Linked DNA regions of Mus musculus: all the other regions are linked to region 1. Evidence: chromatin contacts called from public promoter capture Hi-C data. All regions are on one chromosome and are shown on one strand. The core of a region is the stretch at or near the end of the contact, and the rest is flanking DNA. Distances in the headings are between cores, read along the strand shown. Region 1 holds the start of Zfp426 (zinc finger protein 426). Region 2 holds the start of Rp9 (retinitis pigmentosa 9 (human)). Region 3 holds the start of Swsap1 (SWIM type zinc finger 7 associated protein 1).

Region 1 (4,524 bases), core at 515-3,014:
TCCGCAGAGAGCTGGGATCAAAATCAAGTGAGCTACTGCACTCAGTTTATGTGGTACTAGGAACTGAACCTAGGGGTCTGTGGATAACACACAAACACTCTATCAACTGAGCTGAATACCCAAATAACTCTATTCTTTAATTTTCTTGATTGAATCTAATAATATTTTGCTTTCAGTAAGACAATGTCCTAATCTAGGTGGTACATTACCAAGTATTTAACAGTCAAGTGTTGTATCTATTATTGTTTATTCGGAGATAGGGGTATAACTATGCAGACTGGACTGGCCTGAAACTATGTAACTATCCTGGCATAGAAATCATGTTCTGGGGCTGGAGAGATGGCTCAGTGGTTAAGAGCACTGGCTGCTTTTCCAGAGGTCCTGAGTTCATATCCCAGCAACCACATGGTGGCTCACAACCATCTACAATGAGATCTGATGCCCTCTTCTGGTGTGTCTGAAGACAGTGACAGTGTGGTCACATATATAAAATAAATAAATCTAAAAAAAGAAAGAAAGAAAAGAAAAGAAATCATGTTCCTATTGCTCCAACTCCTGAGATCACTGCTATGTGCTACCATGTTGCCCTTTATTTTCAGTTTACATCTTAGCAAACAAGTCACCATACAATATATCTTGCTGGGGAAAGAGTAGACACGGACTGCTGCAAGAGGTGACTGCAGCATAACAGATACTGGACCATCAAATATGCTAGTACGTCTAAGTTTTTTTTAAAAAGAGAAATGGGGGGGGGGGGATTGTTGGGGAGAGAACACTAATTTATCAATCTTCTTAATAGTTAATTCTATGATTTTTAATAATCTAGCTTTCCACATTTCTTCTGTGAGCTCCAAGCAGTTTAGTGATGAACAGATCTAAGAACGAAGAGAAAAGTATGTGTATCACGCACAAGGCCCTGAATGGACCACTAGCACAGAGAGATAAAGGGATGAGGAAACAAACACAGGCCTAGGAACTTTGGAGGTGGAAAAAAGCTCACTATTATTGTTTGTTAGGTTTTTGCTTGTTTGTTTTTTAATAAATACAGTATTTCACCACGTAGCACTGGTTGGCCTGGAACTCATTTTGTACACCAGACTAGCCAAGAACTCACAGAAATCCTTTTGCCACCTGTGTGCCGTGAGTAAAGGCTTGCCCGCTAGGTTTTTATGAATGGGCTGGAGGTCTACCAATGTTTATATTCTCTCAAGAAAGACGTACATTCGAAGTAACTAAGAAATTTGTCTCTGTATCTGAAACTAATGGTCAAAATAAAACACGCACTCACTAAATAAAGTACAATCTAACAATATGAATTAAGTTCTCACCCCGACATTCGTCTCTAATATTTTTTTAAAAGGGAATACGGCTTTTTCCAAAAGCGACCTTTCACTGAGTGCTCACCAGAGGCGCTGAAATCGCAAGGTGTATGGCGCTGATCACTCCAACTACTCCGGCAAAATTTCATTTCTGAGGAGAAAAATAAAAGAGCCTTTCGCACAGAATTTGCTTGGGCGGCTTTTGAAGAGCAGCATCGTAGCCGCAGCCATCGCCAGGCCCGCCCTCTGGGCACTTCCCCAGCCTGGCGACTGACAGCCAGAGAGGACTCAGGCTTGGCCGCGCCCGGAGGCGCCGTGGCAAGCGGAGCAGAGCTCTGCACTCTCGTTCTCTATCTCCCCCTCCGCCTCCAGGTAGTCCTTGTACCGCAGAACTCACGAATGCCAGGCAACTCCGCAACTCTTCAGTGCAGATAAGAGCCGGAAGAGACGGGCGCGGGCATGACGTCACTTCCGCTCGCGCTCGGTCTGCTGCAGAGCCAGGCCCGGGAGTCTACCTCGGTTGAATTCCTGTCAGATTTCTAGTTTCTCCGCAGTGTCAGGGCGGAGGGGCTGTAAGGGCTTCACCGCGGGAGCTGGAGGCCGACGCTGGTCTCCAGGACAAGACAGAATTAGAATCCAGGCTGTGAGCCGGGCAACGGTGGTGCCAGGACCAGTAAGTCCTTTAACCACAGGGTTTCTTGTGGGTACCCAGCGTCCGCTCAGGAAATTTTTTTGCCTGCCATCGCTGCATTCTTAGAACCCTTGCTTTCTAGTGCACCCTAGTCCAGTAGGAAACAGAAGGCAGTCTCGCTTCCGTAATCATCTAGACCTCTCAAGATGTTGAAATTGTATTTCGTAGGCTGCGACCATAAAGGGTGCTTCAACAGATTTACCCTACCTAAGCCCATTCCACCAGCCTCAGGAGCCCAATGGAAATAACTGGGTTTCTGACTGAGAATCCTGAAGTAGTTACTGGGTGGGTCTTGAACTCGTCTTAACCGCGTATCTGCATCTTTCCCAGCAACTGTTTTCCCAAGTCCCCGGTTCTATTGAATGCCCTAAGCAAACAGTAAGCTCAAATCCGGGTTTTTGTCATCTCAAGTCACAGGAAAAATGCCCAGTCACTCAGATTCGACACTCCTGGTTACTGATGGTCCCTAATAACATGAATGAAGAGCCAGTTTAACCACGCAACAGTTGAGAGGCTGAAAACTGTAATGTTACTAGGCTGAATTCTGCTGACATCTGTTGGTCAATGCGAGTCAAAGAGAAATGAAGCTATAATCACTTTCTGACGAAAGTAAAAGCATTTATGGCCCTGATCTATTACAGGATGCAAGATCAGTTTGTCAAGAGACCCATTTACCCTCTCTGCCATGAACTTGCTCAACCAGGGGCTTGCGTTGCTTCAGAAACAATATGCCAGTATGACTTCTCAGTGAAAAGGCAGACTTTCTTACTGCACACTTAGAGCTCAAGGAAAAGCTCTTTACTAAAGCACATGGCCAAATATGAGTTGACCTCAAATGTAATTATATATACCTTAGAGTTAGGCATTTTACACACACTCATCCTTAAAACCTCTAGGTCCCAGCCCCTGATTAGACTTTGAACAATTTAAGAGACAGGAGACTACAAGTCTAGCCACTTGGTCAGATGGGTTATTTACACAAAAATATTGCCAAGATTATTTAAGTACACCAGTGTTGTTCTTTTCAAATAGATCTGACCCAGGGTCATGTTGCCCAGCTGGCAAAAAAAAAAAAAAATTTTTTTTAAAGAAAGGAACTGGGGTGTGGGCTGGAGAGATGGTTCAGCGGTTAAGAGCACTAACTGCTTGTCTTAGTGTCAGGGTTTCTATTCCTGCACAAACATCATGACCAAGAAGCAAGTTGGGGAGGGAAGGGTTTCAGCTTACAATTCCACACTGGACTGGAACTCAAGCAGGTCAGGAAGCAGGAGCTGATGCAGAGGCCATGGAGGGATGTTTCTTACTGGCTTGCTTCCACTGGCTTGCTCAGCTTGCTTTCTTATAGAACCCAAGACTATCAGCCCAGAGATGGCACCACCCACAAGGGGCCTTTCCCCCTTGATCACTAATTGAGAAAATGCCTTACAAGTGGATCTCATGGAGGCATTTCCCCAACTGAAGCTCCTTTCTCTGTGATAACTCCAGCCTGTGTCAAGTTGACACAAAACTAGCCAGTACACTGCTCTTCCGAAGGTCTTGAGTTCAAATTCCAGCAACCACACGGTTGCTCACAACAATCCGTAATGAGATCTGACGCCCTCTTCTGGGGTGTCTGAAGACAGCTACAGTGTACTTACATATAATAAATAAATCTTAAACAAAAAAACTGAGAACATTATGGCACACCAGGACTCAACATCCATTGTGAAAGTGATCTGTGCCCTTGAGCTGCATGTTAGAGATATGTTCTTTGGGGACTGGACTAATGGTTGTTCAATCCTAGTGAACAGACATTTACATCCTAGCACCATGGATTTATCTCTAATAGGCCTGAGTAGCACACTACTTTGGGGTATTGAGGAACAGCACTCCTTCAGCTAAATCCTACTTTGTATGATTTAATGTCTCCTTAGCAAATCCTCTATGACATTAATTCTGCTACTTTGAATTTCTTCAATGTCAGTGTAGTAGTGCACTTGCTTCTGGGTCTCTGACTTTGTGATGCTCAGGAGATTAATGATGGCAACCTGTATGCAAACTGTCTAGTCCACTCAGAAAGAAACAACATTAACACACTTTATTTTAAAACTGGATTTAATGTTTTAGAATAGCAACTAAATAGTAAATGGAGTACATAAATTTCAAGCACTGGGTAAAATTTTCAGTGAAAACATTACAGAAAAGGTACATGCAACAAATACAGAAGAAAAAAGTTGCTAAAATTCCAATTTTGTTACTAGTTGCATTATACATAATGGTCTAAAAGAATTGTTAATCAGGAATTTTCAAGTAATCAGAGTTTTAAAACTCTAACTAAAGTATATATAAAAGACACATCTACACCTGGGTTATAGCATGTGTAAAGCCCCCACTTTGAATCCTAGCACCTCCCCCCCAAATTTTTTTTAACCAAGGATACAAAAAGAAAATTAAAATATATAACCATGTACATACCTGCCAGAGTCAATGAAATAAAAACTATATTGGAAAGTTAAGTATTTCAAGACAAAATTT
Region 2 (4,524 bases), core at 1,027-3,526, 2.0 Mb after region 1:
TATCATTGCTGGGTTGTAAGCATTAAGTTAGTATTACTTTCAAGTAGTACTGTGCTAGAATATTTTATTACATTACATTTTTATATACTTATTTATTTAGTGTGCACGTAAGTGTGAGCGCACATATGTGCCAAGGCACATGTGTAAAGGTTAGAAGTCAGGAGTCTGTTCCTGCCTTCTACTCTGTGGGTCCTGGGCATTGAACCCTGGTTATCAGGCTTGGCAGCAGGGCTTTGCCATCTTGCTGGCCCAGAATATCTGATTTTAAAAATGCCGCTAATGTTGCTGCCTTACGTTTCATACAGAACTGTCCCGTGGTGCTGGAGAGATGTCTCAGTGGTTAAGAGTACTTGTTGCTCTGGCAGAGGGCCCAAGTTTGGGTCCCAGCACCCACATGGCTGCTCACAACTACAAGTCCAGTCCCAAGGGGTTCAATGAAGTCTTCTGGCTTCATCGGGCACCAGGCATGCAGGAGATGCAAGTACATACGTGCAGGCAAGATATTCATAATAAATAGATCTTTTAAAAAATGTTCAATTAGGGGCTGGAGAGATGGCTCAGAGGATAAGAGCACTGACTGCTCTTCCAGAGGTCCTGAGTTCAAATCCCAGCAACCACATGGTGGCTCACAACCATCCATAATGAAATCTGATGTCCTCTTCTGGTCTGTCTAAAGACAGCTACAGTGTACTCATGTACTTAAATAAATCTTTTTAAAAAATGTTCAATTTTTTTTTTTTTGGTTAGGATCAAATTTGCAACAATTTCTGAAATGGCCCTAAACATACTCCTACTATTATCGTATATTCTATGTACTTATGCATAGTGACAGTGGTGTGAAAGCTTCAACAATTATAAAATCAAAATATAAAATCATTCTGAAAAATGTTGAAGATGTTCTACATCCTTCATCATTCAAATATGCAGCCAAGATTAAATTGTGTAAAAATAAACAAGTAATCTATCTCATTAGTATTCAATTTTGCTTTTGTTTTTAATCAATGGTAAAACTGCATATATAAGAACTGCTTTAAACACATTTCCTTATGTCTTATTATCAGTAAGTGTTTGACTTGTATCCCCTATTTTACATACCCATACTCATGCAGTAGTGTGAAAATTTCCTAGGTGAAGGAGGTCACATGTAGAGAAATTTAATTTAAGAGGGCGCTCTAGTCTAAGGTGGGAGGCTCATGAGCCCTTCCTTGTCTTAGACACGAACAGGATGCCTGGGGTTGTGGGCATATAAGAGGGAAAACTCCATACTGAAACACCATCACTGAAAGAAGAAAATAACACACAAACAATGTGCCAGTGATGTGTCAAGCATAGATAAAATGATCAAAGGTGGCGGGCAGGTGAGGTAATATGCAGGCGCGCGCGCGCGCACACACACACACACACACACCACACACACACACACACACACACACACACACACGGAGACTTGTTTGCATAAGATACACACAGGGAAACTTGTCTTCAAACACACACACGAAATGTCTGCATAACAAACATCTTCTACAGTCTCCTACAATGTCCTGTCCTCACCACGCTCAGCGTCCCCAAACCTCTCCTCCCCGGTTCTGACTTTTACCTCGGTTTAGTTTGTGGACGGGAGGCCCGCCACCTTCCCTCACCTACATGCGACTCTACACTACAGTCGTCGCAGGTCATCGGGCTCCACCCTCAGGCCCGGCTGCGGGTCCGCTGCCTTCCCGCGCGTCTCCCGCAGTTTCCACCCTGAGCTTCCCGCCGATGCCGTCCGTGGTAGTGGACAGAGGCTGGCGTCCTTCGACCCCCAGGGGCTCCGAGCTCGGCTTCCGGACGCGTCAACTGCCATTGCCACGGTCGCCGTGGCGGGGACAGTGGCCGGCCTCCCTCCTCGCGTCCTTCCGCCGCCCTCGAGCAGAGGGAGCCGGGGGCTCGCCAGGCCGCGACGCCCACCCGTCGGCGGCGGCCCGCACCGCCCGCACCCGGCCCAGCCGACTCACAAGGACTCCAGGTGCTTGAGCTGCTGCAGCTGCTGCGCGTCGTGCCGCCGCCGTTTCTGCTCCCGCCGCCGCTGCAGCTCGTGCTCCGGCGGCTCCCGCGGCCGCCGAGACCCGGCCCCGGACGACATCGCGACCCGAGGCGGGCTTAGAAGGTGGAAAGTCGCCTCTTCCTCCCCGCAGCGCAACCCCACCAACGTCCCACCGGCCCGTGCCGCAGAACGCCGACAGGGAACGTGCAGCCAGGCCCCCGCGGCCCTGAGGCCTGCGGGAACCTTAGCTGAGAGGGGCGGGGCGGGCCGGGGCGGGGCGAAGGCGGGCGGGGCCCGAGGGCTTCCGGGTGCTCCAAGTCGCCTGCAGGCCACACCCACTTCTGCGACTCGTTGCTTTCTATTTTTTTTTTTTTTTTATATTATGAAGGTTTTAAGTATTTGTGGGTGGGCAAGGTGTCAAAGGTCTTTAATATCAGCACGCAGGAGGCAGAAACACTGACCTGTGAGTACGAGGTCAAGCTAGTAAAGTCAGAGACCTGGGGAGATCCTGTTACAAAGGAAAAAGAGAAAAGATTTTATTTCTACGTATATATTTGGGGTGGTGGTGCAGGGGTGGAGTTCGGTAGTTGCCCAGAATTCAGAAGAGGACGATGGCTCTCTAGAATTGGAACTGTGGGCTATATGAGCCACCCTATGCTGGGAACCGAACTCTGGTTCTCTGCAAAAGCAGTATGGCCTTCTAAACTAAAAGCCTTTTGGCTGCTACTTGTTACCTATGGATTCATCCATTCTGGGAAGAAAACAACGTTCTCTATAAAATCTTCAGTTTCCCAGACTATGCGAATTCGTAGTAAAAACACAGACCAATATATTCATAATATTTTATACCAAGATTTTTGGTGATGCAAATAAAAAATAAAAGCAGACACACAGTATCCTGCAGAGGAGCATCCTTTTTTAAAACTTGCTCTTCCTCCTTTGCTCCTATAAGCGGTGTCTCAGGCCGGAAGCTCCACTCGGAGCGTTCCAAGTTAGGTCTCTACACTTATCCAAAGGTAGCAAAGAGGAACGACCGAGAAAAAGAAAGAAAGGTATTAGGCTGGCATTTTGGTACTCAGCAGAGGCAGGCAGTTCTCTATGAGTTCAATCTGGTCTGTGCTGCTAAATCTTTTTTGTTTGCTTGTTTTATTTATTTATTATTATTATTATTATTATTATTATTATTATTATTATTATTATTATTTTGGTTTTTCGAGTCAGGGTGTAGCCCTGGTTGTCCTGGAACTCACTCTGTAGACCCGGCTGGCTTCGAACTCAGAAATCCGCCTGCCTCTTCCTCCCAAGTGCCTGGATTAAAGGTGTGCACCACCTGCTGCTAATTCTACCAGCCATAAGCAGAGCCTGACTCCCAGTGCGGGAGGGGCAACAAAAGGATACTAATCACTGTGGCCCACACTGAGAAAATAGAGATGAGTTTCACAGCCTATTTCCAGATAACTGGCACGAGGTTTTAGGATGTAAGGAGGGGAAGATTTGAGGCAGGGATCAGCTACCAACAATTAAATATTGGTCAAACCATGTTATGATTGGTTATTTCAATCATTGTCTTGCAAGGTAGTCACATATACCTCATTACTTGAGGGGACAATCTGTTTCCCATGAAGGTGACTGCTCCACTGTGATGGGGTGGGAACTGGGGACAGCTTCCTGGATGATCTCATTCAGAATGATCTGTTTGTGATGCTCTCACCGTTCCTGGACTCTAAAGCTGATGGTTGGGAAGGGGCCTTTTCCCAGGTCTGGAATAGGCCTCTGTAAAATCTGACAGTAAAATACCGTAGTTACTTTTTGTGCCTTAAATATTGGAGAGGGAGCAGATAGACTAGATAAATTCAGGGTTAATCAATCTCATGTCTCCTGTTTTTAGGTAAAACAACCAACTGATTAGGGTCTGAGGCATGCTACGCTACCATTCAATAAGTATCCCAACTTAAATGAAAATAAAAGTAAAATAAAAATGTCTTGGGGTTGAGAGGTGGCTCAGCAGTTAAGAGGGCATGCCATTCTTGCACTGGGCCTGGGATTGGTTCCCATACATACAGCAGCTCACAACTGTGTGTTATTCCAGTTCTGGGAGATCCAGTGCACGCTCTTCTGGCCTCCATGGGCACTGCACACATGTGTATACATTTAGGGGAAATACTCATATACATAAAATAAAAATAATCCTTTGTAAAAGTGTCGAATGCTTAAAACTCACGAATTGAAAATTTATTCCTTAAATATAGATGGAACTGGGTCTGCAGCTCAGTGCTGGAGCTTAGAATGCACAGGCCCTGTGTTAAATCCTCAGCACCACAAAAATAATAAAAAGTATGTTATCTTGGTCAGGCATGGTGGCATATGCTGTTGACTATAGCACTAGGGAAGCAGAGACAAGATCATTGAAAGTTCAGGGCCAGCTTGGTCTTCATAGGGTAGCCAGGGCTACATATTGAGAACTGATCTCAAAAAACAAAAATAAAACCACAACAAACCAT
Region 3 (4,524 bases), core at 1,102-3,601, 1.5 Mb after region 1:
CTGTGTCCTAGTGTGTGTGTGTGTGTGTGTGTGTGTGCGCGTGCGCGCGCGCAAGGGTCAGGGTGTGGAGTATAAAGTGGGAATATTGTATGGAATGCTTTGTGTCAGGGTTCAGCTGTTTATGTGTGTGGGGGCAATAGAACTCTGAATGCCATAGCATGTGTGTGCATGTGTGTGCATGCAGGGTGTGTGTATGTGCATGGTATGTGTGTTCTGGGGTGTGCATGTGTGTGTGCAGGGTGTGTGTGTGTGTGTGCTCAGGGTGAGGGTGCCCAGCTGTGTGTGTGGGTGTACTGGGGGATGTTGTGAAGCTGTTTTCTGTCCCCAGAGGGAAAGAGTAAGCTCAGGAAATCACAGTTCCGCCCTGTTCCTGGGTCTCCAGGCAACCGTACCACTTTGAAGTTACTAGGAGACAAGGTTTCCAGGGAAACAGGCTTGAGTGACAGCTCACGAGCCAAGTTTGGGTGAAGAGACTGGCTGAGAAATCAGGATCACCCACCACTCACCTTGGTTCCCTCAGTTCTTCCTCTTTCATTCAGTGACTTGACAAGAATTGCACTTTTCCAGTGTGGTCATAGACTCTTGTGAATGAAGCCCTCATTCTCTCTTCTCTCTCTCTCTCTCTCTCTCTCTCTCTCTCTCTCTCTCTCTCTCTTTCTACACACACACAATTTTCTCTCTCCTCTTAATACAAGCAGGCATTAAGAAGGTCCCAGGCCAAAAAGAAAGTTAGATGACAGGCCTCTTAAAGGGCCCTCATACAGGGAACCTGGGAGAGGTCTCAGTATGTACAGTGCAGGATGTACAGGCACGAGCCTGAGAGTCGACCCATTTAAACACTGGACACAGGATCGGTCTCGTGGTGGGGCTGTGACGGTCATCCAGTCTGACATACACAGCAGTGAACAAGACACACTGTGCAAATGAGCTAGAAGGTAAGGACTGACCTCCACACGCTAGGTGGCACAGGTAATCCTGCACACGCCCACACAAAAAAAGATTTTTAAAAAATCCCAGAAATCGGGGCCAGTGAGATGGCTTAGAGGACTCTTGCCACCAGCCCTGAAGATCTGTCATCCAGGGGCTGGCGAGATGGCTCAGCGGTTAAAAAACACTGACTGCTCTTCCAGAGGTCCTGAGTTCAATTCCCAGCAACCACATGGTGGCTCACAACCATCTACAATGGAATCTGATGATCTCTTCTGTCATGTAGGTGTACATGAAGACAGAGCACTCATATACATAAAATAAATAAATAAATCTTTTTTTAAAAATCTGTCATCCAGGGGACACACATGGTGGGGTAGAAAGAACTGCATCCCATCCCAGAAGTTGTCCTCAGAGTGCATGCACTCTGTGTCAATGGGAGTATATACACACTCACACCAACTAAATAAATGTAATCACCCCTCCCCCCATGGAGGGCAGAGTGCCTGCTCAGCATGGACAAAACCCCGAATTTCACCCCCAGCCTTGTATTAACTTATCATAGTGGCACAGGCTAAAATGTCTGGGACCCTACCAAAAAATAAAATTCCCCATATTCAACTATGCAGAGACAAGCAAACAGGTCTCTGTGAACTTTGCTTCGGTGACATCAGCAATTGTTCACACCAACGCATTACAATGATCACATGGAATCACAATATTCATTTTGCAGGTGGGCAAGCTAAAAGTCTGGTTATCATCATCATTATTATTATTTTTAAAGATAGGTGCTCATGTAACTCAGGCTGGTTGCAAACCTCAATATATATCTAAGGGAACCTACTTTTTTTTTTTTTTTTTTTTGAGACGGTTTCTCTAGACTGGCCTTGATCTTAAGAGATTCACCTGCCTCTGCCACTCAAGTACTGGAATTAAAGGTGCGCGACACCACCGACCGGCTTCTACTTTTTTTAATGTTTAGATTTATTTTTACATGAGTGTGTGTATAAGCGCGGGGCCATAAATATATGGGTGCCACGTGTCCGCGGAGTCCAGAAGAGGGCGTCGGATTCCCTCACACTGTACTTGTGCATGGCTGTGAATCACCTAGTAGATGGTGGGAACTGAACCCGGGTCTTTTGGAGGAGCAGCCAGTGCTCGTAACGACTGAGCCATTCTCTACAGCTCCGACCTAGAGCCTGGGCGTCTCTTTGGAGCACGTTTGGACCCTCGACCTTCCTTTCCTTTTAATCGATCACACGGCTTCTTGCAGCAATTCCCTCAAAGTACCCACTTCCTCCACGCTCCGTGTTTTGATCATTGGCTGACAGCTCCAGCGACGAACTTAGTCTGTGAACTATAGCCAATGAGGCCTCTGTGTGGGCGGGCCCAAGATGAGATATCGCTTTTGATTGGTCAGCGGCACTCAGCAAATGGCGGAGGCGCTGAGGCGGGTGCTGAATGCCGGCTGCGCGGCAAGGCCAGGAGAGGATGGCGCTGCCGGGCCGCCATTGCTGTTGCTCGGCGCTCCGCGCTCTGCGCAGACGTCGCTGCTGTTTGCAGCCGCCCTTGAGGCGGCAGGGGAAGGCCGCGGGTCCGTCCTCTTCGTGACGCGAAGGCCCCTTCAGAGCCTGCCGCTCAGTACACCCACAGCGCGAGAGCATTGGCGGCTCCAGGTAAACGGAGGGCTGGACCTGGCAATGCGTTACCCAATGGCGGGCTAGTTCGCGCCTGAGTGACAGTTCGATAGGCAAATGGCAGCGTGAATCGTAGATTCACAACTAAATCGTCATAAAGCGTCTGTGGAAGTGGTGGGTGGAAGAGGCGGAGTAGGGTCGTGGGACGGGACAGTGCGGGTTTAGTTAAGATGAAGTGAAAGACCGTCCTGTGGTCGGGCGGCATTGGTGAGCATGGGTGACAAACCAAAACAAACCACCAAAAACAACAACAAAAAAATACGGACTGGGATTAACTGAACAGAGAATTTACCTAACATGCGCGAAGCCCTGGGTTCTTTCTATCCCTTTAACCAGACTTGATAATATATGCCTGGGATTCAGTTCTCAGAAGTGTCAGGCCATCCTTGGCTACAAAACGCGTTTGCGATCATCCTGGGTCACATGAGGCCCTGTATTAAAGAAAAAAAATGTTTTTTCCTTAAATAATCTTGAGCAGTGACAACTGCTGGAGAAGGGCAGGTGACAAGGGTGAAGTATTTGAGCTGGTGCTTCATCCTGGAACTTTATATATGGACCATGAGAGCCTAGACCGGAAAGTATAGAAGTGAGGTAGCCATAATAGGGAGTTTTGACCTCCTATATTAAGTCTAGCCTTTTCCTATCTTCTAGAAGGTTCGTTTCCAGTACCCATCCTCAATTCAAGAGCTTCTCCAGCTGCTGGCCTCTGCCCATGAGGCCCCAGCACCGACCCCATCCCTTCTACTCCTGGACGGCCTGGAAGAATATCTCGCAGAGGATCCCAGTGCCCAGGAAGCCGCCTACTTGGCTGCATTGCTTCTGGATACTGCTGCCTTCTTTAGCCACCGTCTTGGAGCCAATGGCAGTTGTGGGCTTGTTGTGGCCCTTGAAACCCAGAAAGAAGCAGAGGCCGATGCCCCACATCTGCCATTACTTAAGCGATATTTTCCTGCACAGTGCTGGTTGCAGCCAGATGCCCTAGGCTTGGGACAGCATTGCTGCCTTCGAGCCAGCCTAGAGTTGGGCAAACTGAGCCCTAGGACAGAGTGGTCAGTGAGTTTCTTACCCTGTGGAGAGATGAAGGTCACCCCATGGCTTGCCCAGGCTTCTAAGCTCAGCCCAGAGAAGAAAGATTCAAGTGCTGGAAGCCAGTCCTTAACTTTGGGATGTGACAACCTCCCTGGTCCTGGGTCTCCCTTGGATGGGATACTTACTTCAGAGACAGGTGCAGATTCAAAGACCTGAAAAATGTAGATTTTCTGTTTATAAACTAGCATTATTGTCATCAGGGCTGGCAAGATCCCTTGGCAACAGGCACGGTAATTTGACTGATTCCCGGGACCCTCGTGGTAGAAAGAACTGACTCCTGCAAGTTGTCTTCTGACCTCCACATTTGGGTGGAAACACACAGCCCTCCACACTAATGATAAATTAGTAATGAGACCTTTAAGATAAGTAAGGCCAGCAGAGCCTTCCTTTGCCCACTCACCGTTGTCAATGAGATTCAGCCATGTTTCCTAGTGCAGGTCTTTTTATCTGCTGCATTTTTTATCCAGGCAGGCTCTCTAAGTCAGGCCAGCCTCAAACTAGATCCTTAGCTGAGGCTGTCCTTGAACTCCTGATCCTACAGCCTCATCTCTTGAGGGCGGGGCCTATCGAGTATGCTCCTGTTCTTGGCTCCTCTTGCACATTCCTTGGGTGCCCGTATCCCAGTTACCTCTATGTGTTGGCTTACGTAGTCATCCACATGACCTTGCACATGTATTTAGGGTGTACAGTTCGGAGTGGATCCACTCCACATAGAGTATGCACACATTTAGCTTGCTTAGGACAGGCCAGCTTAGGGAGGGAGAGGTGGGAGATCACAAGTGCAAGGCTATCCTTGGCTACATAAGGTGTG

Evidence for each region. Promoter capture Hi-C pulls out the DNA fragments that hold promoters and counts their contacts.
Region 2: a contact with region 1 is called in a promoter capture Hi-C map of erythroid cells, with 6 times the contacts expected there. The contact joins the promoter of Rp9 here to the promoter of Zfp426 in region 1. A contact is called at or near these places in 4 of 39 promoter capture datasets (erythroid cells, liver and pre-B cells).
Region 3: a promoter capture Hi-C map of erythroid cells shows a contact between it and region 1, with 11 times the contacts expected there. The contact joins the promoter of Swsap1 here to the promoter of Zfp426 in region 1. A contact is called at or near these places in 2 of 39 promoter capture datasets (erythroid cells and liver).

What each region holds. Positions count from the first base shown.
Region 1 is chr9:20,490,982-20,495,505 of GRCm38.p6, forward strand. It overlaps Zfp426 (zinc finger protein 426), which reads right to left and starts at 1,765. Exons shown (of 9, transcript NM_001110309.1): 1 at 1,717-1,765; 2 at 1,405-1,470. Zfp266 (zinc finger protein 266) reads right to left here. Exons shown (of 9, transcript NM_001082485.1): 9 at 4,087-4,524.
Region 2 is chr9:22,466,080-22,470,603 of GRCm38.p6, forward strand. Rp9 (retinitis pigmentosa 9 (human)) reads right to left here and starts at 2,277. Exons shown (of 6, transcript NM_018739.2): 1 at 1,995-2,277. The coding sequence starts at 2,122.
Region 3 is chr9:21,953,402-21,957,925 of GRCm38.p6, forward strand. Swsap1 (SWIM type zinc finger 7 associated protein 1) reads left to right here and starts at 2,352. Exons shown (of 2, transcript NM_025870.1): 1 at 2,352-2,603; 2 at 3,276-4,524. The coding sequence starts at 2,361. The coding sequence ends at 3,869. It overlaps Gm45914 (predicted gene, 45914), which reads right to left and starts at 2,605. Exons shown (of 1, transcript NR_132099.1): 1 at 1,883-2,605.